Linked DNA regions of Bombyx mori: region 2 is linked to region 1. Evidence: chromatin contacts called from public Hi-C data. All regions are on one chromosome and are shown on one strand. The core of a region is the stretch at or near the end of the contact, and the rest is flanking DNA. Distances in the headings are between cores, read along the strand shown.

Region 1 (4,383 bases), core at 472-2,971:
GTTTCATACATATAATACAACCTTTAAAGTTTTATTTTTGAGTAGATCAGAATTCTTTTTTTTTTCAAAAAACTACATTTAACATCTCAAATTGAACTCAAAGGTCCAGTGTTAGACATCATAAATCCAACTATTTAACCTGAACGTTAATAAAATACAAAAATTGACGGCCTTTCTAGTTCTATGGTATTCTTGGCCTTTTTTTTTGGTAAAATGTTTCCTTATTACGAAAGGCAAGGGGGATCTAAGCCCATTCAGCCTTGTCTGTTCTAGTATTCATAGAGATTAAGTAGTATTTAATTTTTCTTAATCTACTAAAAATAAAATAATTTACTAAGCTTCATTAAGATATACCTTAAAATATGTGATATACGTACATACGTATAGTGATTATACTGAACAATACTGACATTGGTAAGTTGGTACGCCGGCTGGCACAGGATGGAGGACACGAACTGGTGCGGGAAGGGGTCGGCCCTCGCGGCGTACTGTCGCGCTCCGCTGACGCCGACGCGACCTCCTTGGTACAGGCCGTACTGCAAGAAACAAACATCATGACATCCGTATTTCAAGTGTAAAATTTTTCAACACCACAGAGCTTTAAAATTAAACAAATAAATGGATTAAAAGGAGACAAACATAGCTTAAGTCTGCGAGGTAATGAGAGAGAACATTTATAAAGGTTTTACTTCTACCGCATGTAAATTGCCCAATTTTTTTTCATATTCTTGACATATCACAATAGTCCAAGATTTAAATGTTTTCGCAAAAGCAAAATCATTGTCCATCTATTCCAATTAATTCCATCTGACTGTTAACTAATCGGGTAATTCGTTTTTGTTTGAGCACGTAATGTATCTATACTAATATTATAAAGCTGAAGAGTTTGTTTGGTTGAACGCACTAATCTCAGGAATTACTGGTCCGATTTGATATAACATCACACTAAGACCAATACAAGCGAAGCACCAATAAAGAATGTTTCAAAATCGGGGTATTTTTCCCTTTTGAGAGCTTCCACTCCGTGCGCTGCGGAAACGATTAAAGTTCCGCTAAAGTAATGTATGAAAGAATTGTTCCCCTTTAAAACATCTAAAAAAAAGTCCGCGACAGAAATCGGTGAACATATATAGATAAAAAATTATGGTCGAATTGATAACTTCCTCTTTTGGAGTCAGTTAAAAAGTGTGATCTTGGTACCTTAAATAACTCCTTACATTTCACTTTCTACGTAAATGAAGAGGCGAGTAAAATTTAGCGTTTTGCCAAAGTAAGTATTCCACGCGGATGAAGTCACGGGCAAAAGCAAGTCTCATGAATACGTACGAGGTTGTCGTATGGCGCGGCCCGCAGCCGCTGCTGGTTGAGGGTGAGGGTAAGGTGGTGGGGGGCCGCGGCGGGCGCCACCACGCCGCCGTACTCCGCGCCGCCCACGCCGCCGCCCGACCGCCGACACACCTGCGACACGCGGACATCAATATAGTTACACAATTTGACTACATCAAACTTCCAAGTAACAAATTATAAAGCTTTTTAAGCTCAAATGATTTAACAAATCCAAATGTTAGAGTATAGTAAAGTTTATTAATAAAAAAAAAACAATTCAAACAAACATAAGTACCTCCATCATTTGCACAGAAGCCTTGACGTTGTTGCAATGCGCGTAGTCCACTAGGTGCGCCAGCGTCACGAAGGCGTGGTTCAGCGCTTCGCCCGGTGTAATCCTTCTCTCCTGGAAAATGCACAAACTTTACTATACTGCAGAGTACGTGCTGGTGTACGGCACACTGGTCAGTGTTGATCAACAGAAATTGTCTATTCCTATTGAGACATATATTTGGAGCAACTTCTATCATAGAATAGAAGATTTGCAACAAAAGTAAAATTTTGATACGTCCTGTCCTTCTGTATATGACCCGTCAAGAAATGACTCCGGCTCGATCAATATGTTTCTTTTGTCATTTTATTAATGCATACTAATGCTAATGTCTAGTAATGTATACTAATGCATATTAATGCATATATATCGACAATCATAACTTCACAAAAAAATATACAGTGTATGGTTGTCATCGATAAAACAAAAATTACAGCTCTTAATAAATTTAATATTGCAATTAATGAGGTCTAGACATACCTGGTCCATAGTTAACATTCTCTTTAGCAAATCAATAAATTCCCTTCTGTCAGCCTTCTCAGCCAACAGCTGACCCCCCTCGAGGTCCGTTGGCACATTCACCTAAAACATAAACGAATTTTCAATTGACACACCATAATAATATACTGGGACAGTAAAGAAGTTAAAACGAGATGGATAAACACAAAACACTCGTTATGGACTTGAAATCGCGAGTTCAATGACCTCCAGTGAACGCGCGCGCCCTTGAATTCGAGATTGACAACTGCAGCCGAGTTAGTTACCGAGGTACGAAAGAAGGTCAAGAAATTAACCGCGTAGACCAGAAATAACGCATTATGCAATGTATCCACGTCCTTTCAGATGGAATCTCACGATCGATTTTACAAATATGTATGTCAGGTGCGCACCTGTCCGATGTCGTCGAGACAGTTGAAGATGTACTTCCGGGCCTCCTTGCTCTTGATGCCGGTCTCCAGCTCGTGCTCCTCGGGCGTCTTCAGGCGCCAGAACGGATACGTACTGTCCACATCTCGGTAAAAGAACTTCGCCGTTTTGCTTGCACTGCAATGCGAATACAAAATTGTATTTGGGTATTTCGAAATAAGAATGAAAAATTAATTTTGTCTAGTGGTGTCTCTATAGTCGAAATTCGACTATAATTAATTGAAATTATAAGTTTGGACATTATTATGGCTCTATTGTCAAATATTTATTATACTTCAGATTTCGCTACACTACACTATAGACAAATAATATTAAAGACAAACAATAATAATCTGTTCTTAATTTGACCACAGACTTTAAACAATAACAAAAGTTTGACAATAAACACAGAGTATATTATGTATTTTTGTATTTCGAAATTGCTAATATTGAAAGATTTATTTTGACTAGTGGTCCCTCTGTAGTCTAAATTCGACTATAGTTAATTCAAATTATAAGTTTGGGACATTATTATGGCTCTATTGTCAAAGACTATTATTATACTTCAGATTTCGCTAAACTATAGACAAATAATATTAAAGTCAAACAATAATAATTTATAATTTGACCAGACTTTAAGCAATAACAAAAGTTTGACAATAAGCACAGAGTATATGTGTTGTGTCAAATACATGGTAGTGTGTGTAATGTTTTCTTGATTGATTTATTAAATTTTTTATGCATAATTTAAAAAAAAGCTTAACATTCTGCACTCCTTCTCTATATTCTCTAGAGTATGAGAAATTTTAAACTAATCCGTCCGTGCAATTTTCATAAAAAGTGGTACAAAGTTTCTGTTTCACGTTTTAATATATAGATAATTTAAAACATTTACACTTCCATTCTAGATGTATAATTAAGGTTTTTATTTTTTTTATTTGGCACAAATAAAATGACGTTACCTATTGAGCATGTGCTCAGTGGGCAAGCCCTGTGTCTGCGAGATGTATCTGATCTGGTCGTATTCCGAGGAGCCCGGGTACAGCGGCCAGCCCAGGAACAGTTCGGCCACGACGCAGCCCAGCGACCACATGTCGATCGCTTCGCAGAACGCCAAGCCCAGGATTATCTCTGGTGCTCTGCAAATTTATTTCTCTCAAAAATTTATCCATCTGCCATTATTAAAAACGCGCATCTTACCGACTTATACTTTAATTACCGTCAGCTACAAACTCAAATAACGATATTTCTATCTGTTAAATTAAAATATCCAAAAATTCGTTGTACATAGTTGTGTATTTAAAAATTATTTTCTATGAGTATGTAAATAAACAAAATCCTACGAATGTGTAGATCTACAGAAAGAATCGTGTACCGTATTACCTTAATTTAAGTAGTTATTAAGTTTTAAAATATATATACACAGATGTTTAAATATATGTATTGTGTTGCTTTTTTTGTACACTTTAATTTATTAATTTCTTTGTTCACTTTCTACGTGTCATGTTGATTAATTTCCACAGTGATGGAATAACGTAACGTATAATGAAAATCAAACCCGCAAAATTGTAATTTGCATAATTACTGGTGGTAGGACCTCGTGAGTCCGCACAGGTAAGTACCCAACCTGCCTATTTCCGCCGTGAAGCAGTAATGCGTTTCGATTTGAAGGGTGGGGCAGCCGTTGTAGCTATATTTGTAACCTTAGAACTTACATCTCAAGGTGGGTAGCGGCATTTACGTTGTAGATATCTATGGGCTCCGGTAACCACTTAACACCAGGTGGGCCGTGAGCTTCTACTTGTCTGGTTTTTGGTTTT
Region 2 (4,399 bases), core at 931-3,430, 320 kb before region 1:
ACAGCAATACAAGGGGCAGAGTCGCGCCGCTGCCTACCAATGAAGAGTGTAATGAATCAGAAGTCGTCGTATATGTTACCGGCGTTGGAAGCGTCGGTGGCCGCTTGCGCCGCTTCGAACACCCCCGAGTCTCCCGCCACTGACTCGTCGCTCACCGCAGCCGAGACTGATCTAGTGTTCGTACCTGCGTAGTAGTAAGCTATTAGTTTAGTGGTGGCCTGATATTCCAACCTAAGCAGACGGCTTTGAGAGGCCATTTCAGCGTAACCCTAACAAATAGGTGAGCTCACGGAGCTCAAACCTGACGTGGTTGCTAACATTAACCCTAGGAAGAGCAGTGCTTCGCAGAATCTACCACCGGATCGGAAACGCGACCCACTGAGAAGATCCGGCGAGAAACTCAGTGGGTTATGTCTATGGGTTTTTTCAGTCAAATGCTCCGGTTTGAAGGGCAGCCGTGGTACTACAGAACCGAAGGTTAGAACACGTGAGTGACCACCTAACACCAGCTAAGTCCAGAGCTTGTTCGTCTAAACTATAAAAAACTATACGCAAATAGCGATTTTAATTTTTTTTTTTCGTTTTTTTTTCAATATCCCGATTAATGTTGAAATTTGTATTATGACGTCATTATTTCTTCACTAGACACTACTTTGGTCAACGAGTATTCCTTATACTAAATATATGCTTTATCAATTTTAATGGTTAATAAAGTTTTTTGTTTGCTATTAAGAAATTGGAAGGGACGATTTTTACATACATAGATTTCGTCTAAGCTTTGGAAAGTTTACTGGAATAAATGAAACTAGTTGTTCCCTTGGTAGTGGAAATTCGACTATAGTTAATTGAAATTATAAGCTTCAACATTATTATGGTTCTATAATATTATCAGACTTATTATATTTCTATAATCACAGATTTCGCCAGTACTATTAAAGACAAACAATATTAATCTATTCTCAATTTGACCACAGACTTTAAACAATAACAAAAGTTTGACAATAAACGAAGAGTATTTAAGTGTGTGTCAAATACATGGCAGTGTGTGTCATGTTTCTTTTATTGATTTAATGGATTTTTTTAGGCATAATGAAAAAAAATATTAACATTCTACACTCCTTCTCTATGTTCTCTATAAGTGTGGGAAATTTCATATTCCTCCGTCTTCGCAATTTTCTTAAAAAGGGATACAAAGTTTTTGCTTCACGTATTAATATAATAGATTAAGCAATAGTGAATATTGGTTTATTTACCACTAGACGAGGGAGTCCTTGGAGACAGGGGTGGCGGGGGGGTCTCCGATATGGGAGACAGCGGCTCACAGGGTCGACCCGGACCTTGGAGTTGTACTGGAACTGAACATATTTAAGGTCAAAATTAATTGATTATGCAATTTCGAAAAGGGCACATCTCTGAAAATATAAAAAGTTCAGGAAATGAAAAAAACTGATTATTTTCTAAAGGAGTGTAAAATTTAAAATATTAACTTTTGAGATATATTTTAGTGTTAATTAGCAATTGAAGATTACTGGAATTATTATAAAATGGGTGTAGGTTAGCCTCAAAACTACATGTATATGAAAAAACCATATGTGACTGGTGGTAGGACCTCTTGTGAGTCCGCACGGGTAGGTATCACCACCCCGCCTATTTCTGCCGTGAAGCAGTAATGCGTTTCGGTTTGAAGGGTGGGATAGCCTTTGTAACTATACTGAGACCTTAGAACTTATATCTCAAGGTGGGTGGCGCATTTACCTTGTAGATGTCTATGAGCTCCAGTAACCACTTAACACCAGGTGGGCTGTGAGCTCGTCCACCCATCTAAGCAATAAAAAAAAATTCATCTTTAAGCTGTTCGTAAGTCAACTTCCGCAAACCCAAAAAACCGTTCGATTCTAAGCAACGAAGCACTCACTTGTAGCCAGGCCGGTGACTTCGTCCAGTCCGGTGGCCACGCCTATCCTCATTTCAGCCAGTTTCTCTTCCAGTTCTCGCTGCTGCCGTCTCTGTCTTTCGACCTAAAGGAGGCGCACAATAAAACCTAATTCTTATCCAGCTGTCCATCGGTGACCTCGCGCGTGAAAGCGAACGCCTGTCTGGTTAGCGAACTGACAGCGCCACGAGCCGAGGCGTGGGTTTCGCACGGATCCGATATAGTGACATGCGTTAGATATATATGTACCGATAACGCGACAAGTGGCCGGTACCGTGTGCTTAGTGCGAGTTTCTTAATGTTTTTTAACGTAGCGGTACTGGTGGTAGGACCTCTTGTTAGTCCGAGCGGGTAGGTACCCACCGCCCTGCCTATTTCTGCCGTGAAACAGTAATGCGTTTCGGTCTGAAGAGTAGAGCAGCCGTTGTAACTATACTGAGATTTTAGAAATTATATCTCAAAGTGGGTGGCGCATTTACGTTGTAGATGTCTATGGGCTCCAGTAACCACTTAACACCAGGTGGGCTGTGAGCTCGTCCACCCATCTAAGCAATAAATATAAAAAAAATCTCGATAGCGTAAAAGTTAAGCCAATTTTGTATGCAGTTGGAACATTCCATTCCATACAAATATAAGCTAACTTTTACGCTATCGAGAACGTTAAAAAACTCGCACTAAACACACTGGTTATTTTTTGCGTCGATTTTTCACGAGTACATCTTTACTAGTGGTAGGACGTCTTGTGAGTCCGCACGGGTAGGTACCACCACCCTGCCTATTTCTGCCGTGAAGCGTTTCGATTTGAAGGGTGAGGCAGCCATTGTACTGTAAAAACTGAGACCTCATATATCAAGGTAGGTGTCAGCGTTAACGTTGTAGATGTCTGTAGGCTCCGGTAACCACTTAATACCGGGTGGACCGTGAGCTCGTCCACCGACCTAAGCTATATAAAAAAAAGATGCAAGCCGAACTTTACTGGAACATAGTTTGTTGATTGGACCAGTCTCAACATTTCGGTATTTAACACAAGTGACTTAGTCCTCATGCATCTACATTATCGGGTACTCGTTCTGTGGACTGTTAAAACTGTTTGTCTGCCCAAGTACACTAATAAAAAGACGATACTACAAATAGATCCTGATGGTTTTTTTTTACACAATACCGATCTAAACTATCTTTTAGCCTACTATTAGGGTTTGATCTCACGTTTTCATTGTCATTTTATTTTTTATGACTTTTGCAAATATGTATTACGTTTAAGACTGAATTGTAACAGTAGCTTTAATTATGTATACGACTCGCCAAAACCTAAGGAAATATATTGGAGTATATTGGATTTTAATTATACTATCGATAAATTTTAATTGATACTATGTGAGAGTGATTCTAATGATAAAAAATTTGTTCACCTGGTGGTAAGAGGGCGGTGGTGGTGGTGGACTGGCCGATGACAAGCTGCTTCGTGGCGACAAAGAGGGCTGGGATGGCGAACTGCTTGCGCCTGGAGTTACGCTGTCCGCGTTGTAACTGGTGCCTCGTAATAATCTGAAGTAAAGTATTTTTTTATTAAATTACCACTTTTGGATTTTATGCAAACCCTCCTCTTTTTCGTGTAAATCTGCGTTCCTTCTTCAACGGTTGGTAAGTCGCAATTCTAATCTCTCAAGCTCAATACAACCGCTTAACTTCAAGGAGGGCCATAGCAACAAATTACAAAAAAAAAAAGTTGTTTTGCAATCGGTACATAAAATCGTTCTCACCTTTCGACTCTCCGATGTAGATCCACCATATCGATAGGCTTGTCAGTTTGAAACGAGCTCGCGATCTGCGGCCCGCCGTATATGTCCGTGAAACTGATCCCTGAACTCAGAGATCCTTTGCTGCTCGCCGTCGATAGCGATCCCAGACTGGAACTGCTAGACACCGACAGTGTGCTCGCCGATAATGTCTTCAACTGTCCTTCTAAAGTCGTCATTGACGTTAACGCATCTTTCAATTGTTGGAGCAACAATTGCTTCTCTTCGTGTAGCCTCAAACGGTCCGCGATGCACTTGTTGGACATCTCGAAGGCATTCTTCAAGTCCTGCTCTAGCCTTTTGCATTCAGATTGTATGTCGCTCATCTCTTGCTTCGATCTCGTTCTCGGCGTGATGCTTCTTAACTCCCGTAGCAATTGTTCCTTCTCTTGGAATAGCAACAAACGGTCCTTGTCTGATTCCGCTTGTCCTGGTTGGACTTTGTCCTCCAAATCCGCCAGCTGTTGTTGGATTTGTTGTATCCTTTTCCTAGCTTCGTCGTACTGGAGGCGAACCCGCGCCATTTCAGCTAATCTCGTACCTATAGGCACTAAATCGGCACACAGATCAGTTTGCGATGCGGTGCTTAGTTTCTCTTGAGGGAAACTCAAGGTGGAAGATAAGTCTGGCGATGCATCTCCCAGTTGTAGTCTCGTCAGATCGTCTTTTA

Evidence for each region. Hi-C and Micro-C count contacts between places; a contact is called where the count stands out from the background.
Region 2: a Hi-C map of posterior silk gland shows a contact between it and region 1, with 2.0 times the contacts expected there. The contact joins two enhancer-like sites. A contact is called at or near these places in 2 of 7 Hi-C or Micro-C datasets (posterior silk gland and whole pupa).

The regions. Positions count from the first base shown.
Region 1 is chr14:5,781,044-5,785,426 of ASM3026992v2, reverse strand. LOC101746970 (homeodomain-interacting protein kinase 2) reads right to left here. Exons shown (of 24, transcript XM_038015257.2): 9 at 3,526-3,702; 10 at 2,548-2,701; 11 at 2,138-2,239; 12 at 1,622-1,732; 13 at 1,327-1,458; 14 at 411-536. Among protein-coding and RNA genes, the nearest start is that of LOC101739436, 62 kb to the left of the region's middle. Within about 2 kb of position 1,721, at least 4 of the 8 cell types and tissues checked have open chromatin away from gene starts, as enhancers often do.
Region 2 is chr14:6,100,217-6,104,615 of ASM3026992v2, reverse strand. LOC101747103 (protein kibra) reads right to left here. Exons shown (of 20, transcript XM_004922644.5): 6 at 3,694-4,399; 7 at 3,343-3,478; 8 at 1,916-2,018; 9 at 1,254-1,355; 10 at 80-184. Among protein-coding and RNA genes, the nearest start is that of LOC101740122, 35 kb to the left of the region's middle. Within about 2 kb of position 2,180, at least 6 of the 8 cell types and tissues checked have open chromatin away from gene starts, as enhancers often do.